3 separate regions of the Rattus norvegicus genome follow, and all the other regions are linked to region 3. Evidence: chromatin contacts called from public Hi-C data. All regions are on one chromosome and are shown on one strand. The core of a region is the stretch at or near the end of the contact, and the rest is flanking DNA. Distances in the headings are between cores, read along the strand shown. Region 1 has its middle 44 kb from the start of Endod1. Region 2 holds the start of Sesn3 (sestrin 3). Region 3 overlaps LOC134480141 (a long non-coding RNA gene).

Region 1 (4,319 bases), core at 608-3,107, 450 kb after region 3:
ATGGATCCTACTGGACGGCCAACAATCCGGCTAGCAGCAGATGCTGATGCCCAGTTCCTAAACACTCAGCTGGCTGTTCCAACACCCATGAGTAATAAGTGCCCGGCTCTCATGCACTGCCCCAGGGAGGCCAACTTCTCAGCTAATCCAGATAGCAGGTACAGAAGGGGTCAGGCAGCCTTGCTAATAACAATTCCAGAGCAACCAAGAGAGAGCAGAACACTAATAAAAGGCTCTGAGGAGCCAGATAGGAGACCGTGCAGGCCTTGCTCGCCAGCAGAGCTCCAGAGAGCTGGCCACAATAACACTGGCCACTGCCAGGAGTCCAGGTTCAGATACTGAGGCCAGCAAAGGAGCTACAACGTTTGTAACGTCCAAGCCAACAGGGACTGTTAAGAATAGAGAGTGCCACCTACTAATGCTGACTGCCCCACTCCATCAGACCAGCATTAACAGCCATCTCCTGTCAGACCAGCATTAACAACCATCTCCTTGCTCAGCCTGGATTTCATCCAGGTACAGCGAGTAGAGCTCTCATCCTGCTGATTATTGGCACTTGGACTCTTCCCCGGACCTGGAGCCCACACAAAGTGGTACATGGTGGACCCTTGAGGGGACCAAGCCCTTGGCTAAAGCAAAAATTACCCAGCCAATGTAGGGTATATCTTAGCCATGCCAAGCCAACACCAATGCAAAGCCAAGCAGTGGTTGCCAAGGTGATTTTTATGCTCAGAGCACGAATCGCTCAGATGGTCACACTTACTGGGGCCCAAGCTGTCTGGATACAGCCTAACGGGTTGGTTAGTTGTCTGAAACTAACCCCAGACTAAATCTTGATATTGATTCAGCAAGTTCTTAGGAAGTGTGGTCTGGTGTACTGCAGTCCCGTCTAACTGGGCACACGGGCAGCAAGCCTTCAAGGCAATAGGGCTTGTGCAATGTGGCAAAGCTTCTGTGAGTTCAAGGCCCTCCCCAACCTATTCGGACCCAGTGCAAACCATCATTCCTCCACCCTGCATATATCTGTCCTCATTAACAGCTGCGCTGTCCTCTTCCTGCCTCTGACCACACACCCAGTAAGTACCTCAGCTTCCCTCAAACCTGCCATGTCTACTGAACTCCCACCTGTCTTTCAGGGTGCAAAGCAAATGCCACCTCCTCTTTGAAGCCCCTGCCCCACACCTTCTCCAAGAAGCTGCTCCTTTCTCTGCACCTCCACTCTCCCCCCCACCTCCTATGAGTGAGTGATAAACAGCGGCAGGCACCAAGGCCCCGCCAGCCAGGAACTTAGAGAGCAGGCTTTGAAGTGAGCCCAATCTTAGAACACAAAACACAAGATCGAGTGACCTGCGTGCGGGCACACAGCCCATCACTGGCCAAGCCAGGCCCTCTGACACCAAGCGAGTACTCTGGACCACTGTGCTGAGCTGCTAACTCCAGGGCCCATTACACTCAAGACTGTCCCATCCATTGCGGGGGGGGGGGGGGGGGTGGGGTGGGGGTGGGGGTGGGGAGACAGCCAGGATCGTATTTTAGCCACTTCCACAGCTCCTAGCACCTGACTCATGAGTATATGCCAGGTCCTGCCTGCCAGACACTACAGCAGGAGGATTGAAAGAAAACTACTAGCCCAGGAGAACCCTTCTCTCACTACATGCTAGTCCCCTTTCTGCCCATGATTTCTAATCTCTTCACAGCAGGCCTGTCCACCGTGCCTGGTATTGCTCTTTGAAGGTAGGCTTTTAACAGAGCTACTTCTATTGTGTCCGTCTGGTTAAGAATCCCACTGCCAGGTTTATCCTGTACAGCTCTGAGCCCACTGCTACCACAAAGGCTACATTCCTGAGGAATGAGAACGACTTTGCAGAGAAAGAAAGGGGGCAGGATTTAGACAGCACCAGACTTGCAGAGGGACCCTGGCTGGCCATACAGTTCCCAGAGGCAGCTGGGATATCTGGAGGAGGAAGAAGCCTTGAAGAGGGAGATCTTTGAAGGCACAGCTGGCTGCACACCAGTCCTGGAGCTGGCAGTCTGCCTTGACCAGCTCAGACCAGCCAGAATGTCACTGGGAAGGTCAACAAATCAGAGGGTTTTGTTGTTTAAAGCTTTCAGAGTTGGGTTCTAATCAGTACATGAGACATCATTTAAGCCAACACTTAACCTGGTCTAAAAACACTGACTTGGAAGCTGCTTGAAAGGACAGTTGGGTGGGGGACAGCTGTGGCCGGGGAGTGTTGGGATGGAGACATCCCTGGTCTGATACTTTGCCATCTCTCTACGGCTGATGTGCTTGTGAGTTTTCCGATCTCTGGCAAATACACACTAAGCATGTATCGGCAACAACGTTTCAAGTGGCATTTAAAAGTGCACAGGATAGGGTCGGGTCTACATAACTCTGACACTAAGGAGATAAGAGACAGAGGGAGCGGGCATGGCCAAATCCCTTAGGACTGCTCTTCGGCCTGCTGGAGAGACAGAGTCAAGGACCATCGAAGCTGCCCCTAGACAGACAGGGCACTCTGATCCTAAAAAGGGAAAGCGCAGGGAGGGGTATGGATGTCCTGCATGGCAGGGGCTCTAGTGTGGGAGGAAGATGGCTGTGAGGAGTGGACATGGTCAGCTGGTAGAGAAAAGCTAGAGCAGGGTTCATGCTGGACAGTGGTGAGAGGAACAGAGCCAAGAGCCCAGACAAGTTTCCAAGCACAGTCCAAGCAACTTGTCTTAGTCCAGGCTTCCACTGGGAAAGTTGACACTCTGACGTGTGTGTGTGTGTGTGTGTGTGTGTGTGTGTGTGTGTGTGTGTAAGTATGTGGGGGTGGCAGTGTGTGTATGTATTTGCCTTAACTGAGATTCATTATATAGTCTTAAAATCTACATGTGAATGTCTGGGATAGGGAAATGTTTGTTCTGCGTCTATCATACCTTCAAACACACACCATTTCCCTCTCACCACATGCCTTTCGTTAACCACCTACATGATTCTGAGTTCCTGGCTCCAGCTACAGAGGCAATGCGGAACCACTGGAAGGATTCAGAATGAGAGAAATGGAGTTTTAGAACAGTCGTTCCCATAGGAGGTTCCCAGGTAGAATTACAGGAAGCCCAAGGACAGTTGAATTCCTTACGAGTGATTTTTTAAAAAATATAAGTAAGTATGGGTCATACAATACCCCCCTCAGAGTCTTAATTTAAAGGAGCATCTATTTTCTCCCTTTGCCAAATCTGGCAATCTTGCCCACATAGGATACGGCGAACAGGAATAAATGAAGGAAGAAGTCCAATGGAGAGGCGTTGAGAGAGCTGCAGAGCCATGAGGTGACTCTGTCCTCTGTGAAGCAGGTAGGCAGGATGCTGTGAGCAGTTCTGCAAGATGAACAGTTAGAGCAAGCAGATGACTAGGGTTCCATGGCACGGGCCAAGCAGTAGCCCTAGACACAGAGATGCAACTCTCGAATTAGACGGGGGACTTCTCTTCCCCCATGACTACCATTGTCAGGAAGAGTACAGAGCTTGTGCACACATCTTTCGCCTACTGTATGTGAGCATTTGACCACGAGCCCTGGCCACACTACCTGCCGTGTCTATGCTGGGAAGGTCATGTCTCTTCCTTCCTGCCTGCCTGGTTATTTTGAGCAAAGGATGATAGAATACCAACCCGCCCCTTGGCCTACATGGCTTGGACTTGTATAATCCCGGTTTCTCTACGTGCTAATGGCTGTGGGGCAGACTACCCAGCCTTTCTCCCCAGACAGAAGGCAGTTTATGATTTGCCCTTCTCTTTGCATTAATGTTTCTCTCCGTGTCAGTTTTAGGAGTAACACTTATGTTATATCTAAACAGCTCTGTACCACAAATAACGGGCGTGGAAACCAACTCCCTAGGACAGTGGTTCTCACCCTGCCTAATGCTGGACCCTTTAATACAGTTCCTCATGTTGTGGTGACCCCCCACCATGAAATTACTTCTTGCTACTTGTAATTTTGCTACTGTTATGAACTGTAATGTTCTGACAGGCAGGAGATCCAGTGCAACTCCCAAAGGGGTTGAGAGTCACAGACTGAGAACCACAGCGCTGGAGCTTGGGTTTCCTCAAGTTCCCCATCAATCACTGTGGTCTTAAAAGCCCTTCCAGCCCCACAGCTGTATCCCGACAAACTCCGCTTCCAGCCAGGCCCTCTGCAGACAGAGAATGGCTTTATCAAGTGTTTAGTGCTTTCCATAAATCTCCCAAATTAAACCCCTTTACTCTCTCTTTCAGAGTTTTTGAATCTTGGTCAGGGCCATTCCATCCTTCTCAAAATCATCCTCAATACACCTGT
Region 2 (4,181 bases), core at 1,257-3,756, 390 kb after region 3:
CTTTGATAATCTTAGGTAAAGGACATTAGTTGTGCCATCGTGGACTCTTGTGGCTATCATTTCTTGGGATTTATTTATTAAAGAATGTAAAAGACCTCTTTTCAAAAGAGACATTTGCTCTTAGATGGAAAAAGGGGAAAGGTTATGAAAATATTAGAAAACAATTTGAAATAAAATACTATTTGAGGAAAATTCAATCCCTTCATTAAATTCACTTCGCCCTTCAGTTTCTCCTTTGCTTTACTATGGACTCACATAAAGTGAGCTCATAATAGAAACCCACAGAGGCAGCGGTAGGTAGCTGAATCTTTGTCAGAGTGAGGCCAGCCATAGTGAGCACCAGGACAGCCAGAGCTACTCAGTGAGACCCTGTCTCAGGGAAAGAGAGAGGGGGTGGGAAGAGGGAGAGGCCCAGCCAAGAATATAGATTAAGAAACTCAGCAAAAATGGGAACACATATGTGTTTCAGTTTTCGGGGGGGGGGGGAACTGTGCCTTGCTGACTTTTTGCCTAGATTTCTTGGTTCTTTGCAATGAAAGGCAAGCAGTAATTTCTTCCTTCGTTGAGTTTTCTTGCTTTTACCGTTTCTTTGAACTGAATATTTAGCACCCTGCCCAAATCATTGCTATTCTAGGCTATGTAGGTCTACCCAGCATCAGGCCACCCTTTGCTAACTATCACTGGCTAAATGGACCTTCACACTTACCTAACCATATCACCTAGACCCTTGGGGTTTTCCAGTCTGTTTAAACCTGGTGCGGGCAGATTCTCATTTCCTTTGTTCTTTGTGTAGGCTTGTTTATGGTGTAGGTCTCTAAAGAGGATGGAGTGGAGACAGATGTTGAGTATGGATGAGATTGGCAGTTTGGACAACAGTGTGGTCTAATGGCTTTGTTATGCTAACCCTTGCGGGCTTCTCCAAGTGCGACTTCCTGGTTTTACATCATTGGACACTAAATTCCTAACACAAAGTAGTGCTAGCAATTAAACATGTGTTAAATTAAAAATAATACAAGAAATGTAAACCAGTGGGTCAGTTCTTTAAAATCATCTCCACAGATACATTCTGCAAACTGCAGGCCTTCACAAATCTGGACACACTCGAGACCTTTAGAAAACGAGAAGCCGAGAATACAGATTAGGTTCTCAAGAGCGAAAACAGGTGATGTCATAGCACGCAGTGCGGTGTGGTCACCGCCAAGGCTGGCTGGGGAACTGCAGTTCCTGGGAGCTTGCTGTTCTGCTCCAGTAGCAGAAGCACCCTGTCACCGGTTCCGCGACACCGGTGAGCACCCTGCGCCAATCAGGTGCTTGCTCTGCACCGCCTTTGTTCTCACTGGGGAGCAGGCAGCCAGAGTCTGGTCTGCAGTCTGCGGTCCGGGTTTGGTCCCTCAGGGTACCTGGCTCCCTCGCTCATCTGGCTTTCCTCAGTGACTTATGCCTTCTGTCTCCAGAACATAGAAGCTAGACCCTGACCTCACCGTTGTCAGTTTTAAATCGTTTTAAACGGCAATTCGTACTCAAAACCTTCTATTCAGGCAGGGATTGGGCTCTGCAAGTCTCTAAGCAGAGGCCTCCCACAGGATTAGAGAGAGAGAGAGAGAGAAAGAGAGAGAGAGAGAGAGAGAGAGAGAGAGAGAGAGAGACCGAGCGCCAGCCAACCTCTGAGTTGTTCATGATAAAAGAACTTTCTTTGCTGTGAGAATGATCATGGGGGGTGGGGGGGGGAGAGAGAGAGAGAGAGAGAGAGAGAGAGAGAGAGAGAGAGAGAGCCCTAAACCAAAGATGTGTTTCCAGGTCTCTAACTCCAATGTATAGACTTCAGACCTCTATCTCTACAGCCGCGGGTAGTTGGTCTTTCGCACAAGACTTACAGAGTGCTTAAAGAGCATAAAGTTCTTTGAGATCTCTGGGTGCAAAGTGCTGCAAGACTTCCTCACAGCTATTCTTAGATTTAAACCGACCGAGAGAAAGCCGAACCACTGCCCTGGGAGGAAGGAACGTTCTTGCGTCCACCCTACCCACTCCCGAGAGATCAGGAAATGTTTAGCTAGGTCTCAAATCCTCTAGCGAGCTCTAGCTTCCAGCTATTTAATCTCACTCTGTCCATTCGGCCTGGTCTTGCAGAGAGGCGTGGCTTGTCCTGAGGGTGGCGCTAGAGTCCCTGATAATTTGCATATACCACACCCCCACTTCTCATTGGCAGACTGGACCCCACTACCTAACTAACCCACGGTCACTCTTTAGCATCGAGCCTCGGAGATAAACTTAACTTGCCCGGAGATTCATGTTGCTCTCGCCTACCGTGATTGGCCGACGCTACTCATTGGCTGAGGGCGCGGAAGGGGGCGTGGCCGACGCCGCCTGATTGGCGGGAGGGGGCGGTGCCCAGCACGGCTGCCCTGAAGGCGGCGGGCCTCGGGGGCGGGGCTGCACTGAGGAGCTGAGACGGCCGCGGCTGCTCGTCCTGGCTGGCGGGGCGGGGGTCTGGCGATGGGGGCGGGAGGAACAACGGGCCGGTGAGCGCCGCGGCCGCCGTCCCCGCCGAGCTCGCGCGGGCAGCCGCTGCGTCGTCGCTGCCGTCCGACCCCCTAAGAAGAGAACGTTGAAGCAGCCCTTCGCTAGCGGCCGCGGTGACAGCCCGGCTTCGGCGCGATGAACCGCGGTGGCAGCAGCGCGTCGGCCTCGGCCAACTACCTGCTCTGCACCAACTGCCGGAAAGTGCTGCGGAAGGTACGGCGCGTCCGCGTCCGGCAGTGAGGCGCTCCCCACGGTCGGGGTCCGGGCGGCGCTTGCGGGGGACGAGATGCGAAGGGTCCTCCCGCGGGGTCCCCGCGCTCGGCCCCTGGACTGCAGCCGGGTCTGCCCCGAGGCTGAAGGGATGCTGGGATGCTGGGAGGAACCGGCTCCGCTGGGGATGGAGGCTGGCCTGAAATCACAGCAGCCAGTTTGGTCTGCAGGAGCCTGGCTGCCTCTCCGCGGTGGCTGACTCTGGGGGGTGTTTTCTTTGACTGGGTCGCTTCTGCCAGGCCCACAGTGCCCTGACACCGCCTTTTGACATTCTCTTGGTGGGTCCCAAAAGGCACCATGAAGGCATCTTGAACTTTATGCCTATGGGAAATACTGTTCGATCTTCCAGCGCTTTCAGCTTGGGTTGGTGGAGGTGGAGGCTGAAGACGACTTGGGTTCGCCCTCCTTATCATCCCCCACCGCGGTGTGGATCAAGAAAATCCGACCCAAGATCAGCTTATTGCTTTCCAGAGTGACTGATAGAAAGTTTACTCCAGTATTGTTTAGCTTACTTGGCTTAATCGCCCCGTGGGGGATGGGGATTCAGGGAGAGAAAGGATGACAAAATGTCCCTGTAGACGCAGAAGAGTTTTTAATCAGATCTGAACAGCCTCCTTGACTAATATAATCTGTTTCTTTTCCACTCTCTCTCTCTCTCTCTCTCTCTCTCTTTTTTTACATTGCATGAAATGAAATCATTAGGTGAAGTGTTTCTGTTTGCCCAGCACCAAATGAATTAAAATTGCTGAGCTGTGCATATCTGAGAGCTAAGATGAAGAAGGTGCCGGGTTTTTTTGTTTTTTTTGGTTTTTTTTTTTTTTTTGTCAATTTCCCTATCTACAGTCAATTTAGGATTGCTCTTTATGTACTAAGAAAAAGAAGCAAGCACATAAATAAGCAAGCTCAAATATTTGCGCTCTTTGTCCAAAAACTGTTTTTCTTCCTCTGTGGGTCAGGCCAAGTGCCAATCAAAGTTGTTTTTCAAGCCTCTTTTCCCTGCAGTGGAGCTGGTCCCCCCGCCCCCCCTCCTTTCTCCTATTTTATTTGAGAGCGTCAGGAAAGCAAAGGAATTGCAGGTTTGAAGTTAATCAAACAATTAAATACGCCTTAAATTGTGTTTATTGGATATGTTTCTCTTAAAAAAGATTTTTATTAAATGTGCATGTTGAGAATGTGCAGTTATTTTTCCCCCATAAACTCCTGGATCAAATTACAGTTGATACTTGCTCAGCTCATTGTAGGGCAGCTTGAGAGAAATGTAATGGATCAGAAGCTCAGTTCAGCTCAGTTGAATGTTAACTCTTTCACTGCTGGACCAGGTGGCATCTGAATAGAGGTTTTAAAAATTATTATTTCTTAATTTTTTTAAAGCCGAAATTGTCTTTGTCAGG
Region 3 (4,238 bases), core at 462-2,961:
TTCTTTCAAGCCCAGCAGCAAGAAGAAGGTACAGCTGGAAGCTCTTAGGCAGAGAGAAGTGTCTCTTACTACAGGGAAAGTTAAGAGATAATCCAACTCAGGACTGAAACTGGTAAAACACAAACTGACATAAAACCCTAACCCAGAGCCCACCTTCTTAAACTCACCCCGCTAGTCCCACAGTCCACTTTAGGCTCAAGTCCTGCATGTGTATGGGAGTCCCAGGACGGTCACACAGGTGGAGCTGTGGCATGATGGGGTCAGCTCATTTGACCGAGAGGTACTGATGGATGTGCAGAATTTCCCAATTCCGTGTTCAGCTGATGGCTTAAAGTTGGCACCAACTTTATACCACAGAAAACCAGCACTTCAAGCCAGGACTTTCACCCTGCAAGAACCAGTTGTTTAGAACGTCTCAGTATTCTGCTGTCTTGGTTTGCTTTGTGTAAGAAAAGATATGATGACCGCCTGCTTCCAGATCGTCTCACGGACTTTGTAGAGTGGTCTCCAAATGGTCTCGCATAAGACTTTCATAGTGTTCACAGTAGTTGAAGGAAGACATTTGGATCAGGCAGATTCAAATGTGGATCTCCATCTGAGTGGCTAAGCTGGTTAATTAGAAGAAGGGAGGAAAAAAAAGAAAAAGGGATGGGTAAGGAAAAGTAGAGCTCAGTTTATCTTTCTTAGCTACTCTGTCCAGTTTCTTTCCTTGGCTCTGTCATCCAAACTTTGTCTTTTTGCCTCCTGATTCTCCTTTATTACTTCTCTATATGGTCAGGGGTAAAGAAATTCTGGTGCTGGGGTTGGGGATTTCGCTCAGTGGTAGAGCGCTTCCCTAGCGAGCGAAAGGCCTTGGGTTCAGTCCCCAGCTCCAAAAAAAAGAAAAAAAAAAAAGAAAGAAAGAAACTGTGCTGCCAGCTGCCTCTGCCCTTGAATTCAGTCCCCAGGCATCCTTAGGAGCAGGTGTCTGGAGTGACGAGAAGTTTCAAGCCTTCTGTCTTACTTCCCTCTCACGTTCGGAGGCCGCTTTTCTCCTCTTCTTTGATCTCACAGCCCAAGATGCACTTATCCAATTGGTAATTATAAATATTAGCATTGGCGTGGGGAGGTCAGGATGCTTGGAGCTGACAAAGGGGCTCCTGTACAGAGAGTAGCAGAGGGTGAGCGGTAGGTGGCGCTCTCCAGCCAGCAATGCCCGGTGGGATTGGAAAGGTCAGAGTGCACCTTAATTCTGGACGTTTGAAGAAGCTTCCCAGCCCATTTACAGGAATGGCTAGATCTTGGTTCCTGTCATGATCTTCCTTCTTTTAACTACTTAGCTCCTTCATGATATGTTGAGGACTGCAGAGCTGGGGGTCGGGGGGAGCTGGGAAATGAACTGCCTAGAGATGTTACAAAAGCTCATTTTGGCTGCTGGAATTAATGGCTGGAGTGATATTCTGCCTAGATGTCAGGTCGATGGTAATCTTTCAGAGAAAACATCGTGCTGGTGTGGGAGGCCTCCTCATTTCTCCACAGCACTTCGTATCGTGTGATCACTAAACTTTATGGTGAGACGTAAACAAATAGTCAACAACAACAGATCTTCTCAGGAAGTGTGAAAAAAGTCTATTTCTGTTTGAGGAACCTTTGGAATGCTCAACATAAGTGGGGCAGGCTCGCTTCGTGTTGCTATGGCAACACACTCCACAGCTGCTTCCTGGCCCGTAGAGGGACAGCACTTGGCTCAGGGCTTAGTACTGAGTGGGGACTCAGCAAATGTGGACTCGAAGGCTTATTCCATCCCTGTGGTATGCTCTAGAAAGGAGGATAGTTTCTTTATTGGCTTTTTGCTTTGCCTAGCAAAAAACGTTAGCTAAGTAGGAACACCAGGCGCAGCAGTGGCCCCCGACATCATGTCATTTACAGCTAGCAGATTCCCCCTTGTCTTAGCTATGGTTGCTATGGAGAGACAACAGGATCAAGGCAGCTTATGTAAGAAAGCATTGAAGAGAAGGCTTTCTCACAGTTTCAGAGGTTACTGCCATGATCATCATGGTGGGAAGCATGGTGGCAGGCGGGCGGGCAGGCAGGCGGGTGGGCGGGCGGGCGGGCGGGCAGGCAGGCCGGTGGGCGGGCGGGCGGGCGGGCGGGCGAGCGGGCGGGCGGGCAGGCGGGCAGGCAGGAAGGCAGGTGGGCGGGCAGGCAGGCGGGCGGGTGGGCGGGCAGGCAGGCAGGCGGGCGGGCGGGCATAGCCCCAGTGCAGTAGCTGAGAGCTTACATTTGGTCCATAAGCACTTGGCAGAAAGAGAGTGAGTTTAGGCCATGCCTCCTAGTCCTTCCTAAATGGTCCGACAACTGGGAACAAAGCATTCAAATACAAGACCTTACATTCTCATTCAAACCACCACACTTCATTTCTCTCTTCACACTCATGCAAATCCCACGATGCTCCTTGGCAGAGATGGCTGCACCGTGTTCCACCCTACTCGATTAAAGTGTCCATCCACCTCCCCCAGCAACACAACATGACAACAGTCATGGGTACTGACTGTCCCAGTTCATCTGGCACTGCTATGACTAAAAAACAAACAAACCCCCTGAAGTTCCTAATTAATGTTAACATGTCCAATCACTCCACCCAGTTTTGCATGTGTAAGGTACATGCATTTTGTCAAGATTCCTTTCTAGCTGATCTGAAGCAGTGGCCTCACGGGGTGGAGTAGAAGCCCAGAGCTGAAACCTCCGCCATCTTTTCCTCTAATTGCATTTTCAGTGCAGCCCTTTCTTTAACCAAAGGCATGAAGAGCTTCAGGCAGATGGAGCTAGCCAAGGAGATGCTTCGAGTCAGACTGTGCCTTCTCTGAAGACTTATATACCCCACACAACCGTTAGGACCCTTCCGCAGGCTTGTGACTACTGCTAGAGAGGAAACCCCCTCTGTTGTAACACTCTTGAACGCCTGCTGCTAACGTTCACTGCTCAGACCAGTGGAATGGAGGCTATCGGAGTCCACAGTGGAGATCCAGCCCTTCAGTGGTGTTACTGTCTCAGTGAAGGCAGCATACATACACAGCTGTAAAATTCCTCCTGCTTTTAACTGAGCATTTGAACATTTTACCACCATGACACTGCCATCAACTCTGGGCTGCTTCTCTCTCTCTTCTGTGTTCATGGAGAATTTTTTTCTCACCCAGATAAGATCCTGTCTTACCCTGGGGCTGCGGTAAGGGTGCCAGAGCCAGTATGTGGCACAGTCTATCACTTGAATGTCTTTAGCTATGGCCCTAAAGGGCTACCAACACAAGGAAGCAGGCGGTTTTGCTCAAAATAATAAGCAAGAATGGCAGGGTGAGATTCCTGGAAACTGTGCTGGTTATGTTTCTCCTTGAAAGTACCTAACGGGAACCTACGTTAAGGGGTGAATTATTTACACAGTGCATCACTTCCGGGAAGGCATGGTGGAAGGCAGTGTGAGCTGGCTCATCGCATTACACCTACAGTCAGGAAGCAGGGGCGGAACAAAAAACAGGGTCTGGCTAGGAAGCCTCAGGAGCAGCCCCAGTGAACGACTCCTCCAGCGGACTCCACCTCCTTAAGGTTCCACAACCTTCCAAGACAGCGCCACCTGCTGGACACCAAGGATTCAAACATACAAGCCAGGGGGCGCATCGCACACCCATACCATGACAGAAACCGCGTGTATACCGCAGGGTCAATAGTAAAAACACGAATTGAGACTATCCTACCACCATAGACTTTCACTGCTGTGATAACTGGCTTCTCCATACACTGGCGGAAGGGTCAGCAAGTTTTTCTCTTCTGTTCCCCACCCAGTAACCAAGCTGCATCAGCGTCCTCAAGTGCTCCCTCTTCCCATTCCCTCTGAAGACTAGGCTTAAAATAGAAGCTGTCAGTATTGTGTAGGCTCAGGGGTTAGCGCTCAGAATGAGCCTCGGAAGGGTTAACCACAGAAGCAGGGTGAGTGTTGAGCTCTAAGATGCGTTTGTCATCAAAGCTACCATTTGGAGAACTTACAACTTAAACTTCTGTGAGACTGTGTGTGCGTTTGTGGGTATGTATGGTGTGTGTGTGGTGTATATGTGTATGTGGCATGTATGTGTACGGTGTATTATGTATGCGATGTGGATCTGTGTGCCAAAAGGGCTTCTTTGCCGTCTCTTAAAGATTCATCAAGACTCCCAGCTTTTTTGTCATCCAACACATAATTATCATTTATTCATGTATTTATTGAATTA

What was found. Hi-C and Micro-C count contacts between places; a contact is called where the count stands out from the background.
Region 1: a Hi-C map of the A7r5 cell line shows a contact between it and region 3, with 5 times the contacts expected there. The contact joins two enhancer-like sites. A contact is called at or near these places in 11 of 12 Hi-C or Micro-C datasets (the A7r5 cell line, the Rat2 cell line, Schwann cells and 6 more).
Region 2: a contact with region 3 is called in a Hi-C map of the A7r5 cell line, with 10 times the contacts expected there. The contact joins the promoter of Sesn3 here to the enhancer-like site in region 3. A contact is called at or near these places in 5 of 12 Hi-C or Micro-C datasets (the A7r5 cell line, the Rat2 cell line, Schwann cells and 2 more) and 1 of 1 datasets of contacts at active chromatin or transcription factors (oligodendrocytes).

What each region holds. Positions count from the first base shown.
Region 1 is chr8:19,473,799-19,478,117 of GRCr8, forward strand. No RefSeq gene overlaps it. Among named protein-coding and RNA genes, the nearest start is that of Endod1, 44 kb to the right of the region's middle. Within about 2 kb of position 1,858, at least 9 of the 93 cell types and tissues checked have an H3K27ac peak or open chromatin away from gene starts, as enhancers often do. A contact at or near this core is called in the A7r5 cell line, where this site is marked.
Region 2 is chr8:19,412,921-19,417,101 of GRCr8, forward strand. Sesn3 (sestrin 3) reads left to right here and starts at 2,507. Exons shown (of 10, transcript NM_001108125.1): 1 at 2,507-2,733. The coding sequence starts at 2,656. LOC120094081 (a long non-coding RNA gene) reads right to left here and starts at 2,440. Exons shown (of 3, transcript XR_005487967.2): 1 at 2,305-2,440.
Region 3 is chr8:19,028,335-19,032,572 of GRCr8, forward strand. LOC134480141 (a long non-coding RNA gene) reads right to left here. Exons shown (of 2, transcript XR_010054321.1): 2 at 4,186-4,238. Among named protein-coding and RNA genes, the nearest start is that of Fam76b, 59 kb to the left of the region's middle. Within about 2 kb of position 1,712, at least 43 of the 93 cell types and tissues checked have an H3K27ac peak or open chromatin away from gene starts, as enhancers often do. A contact at or near this core is called in the A7r5 cell line, where this site is marked.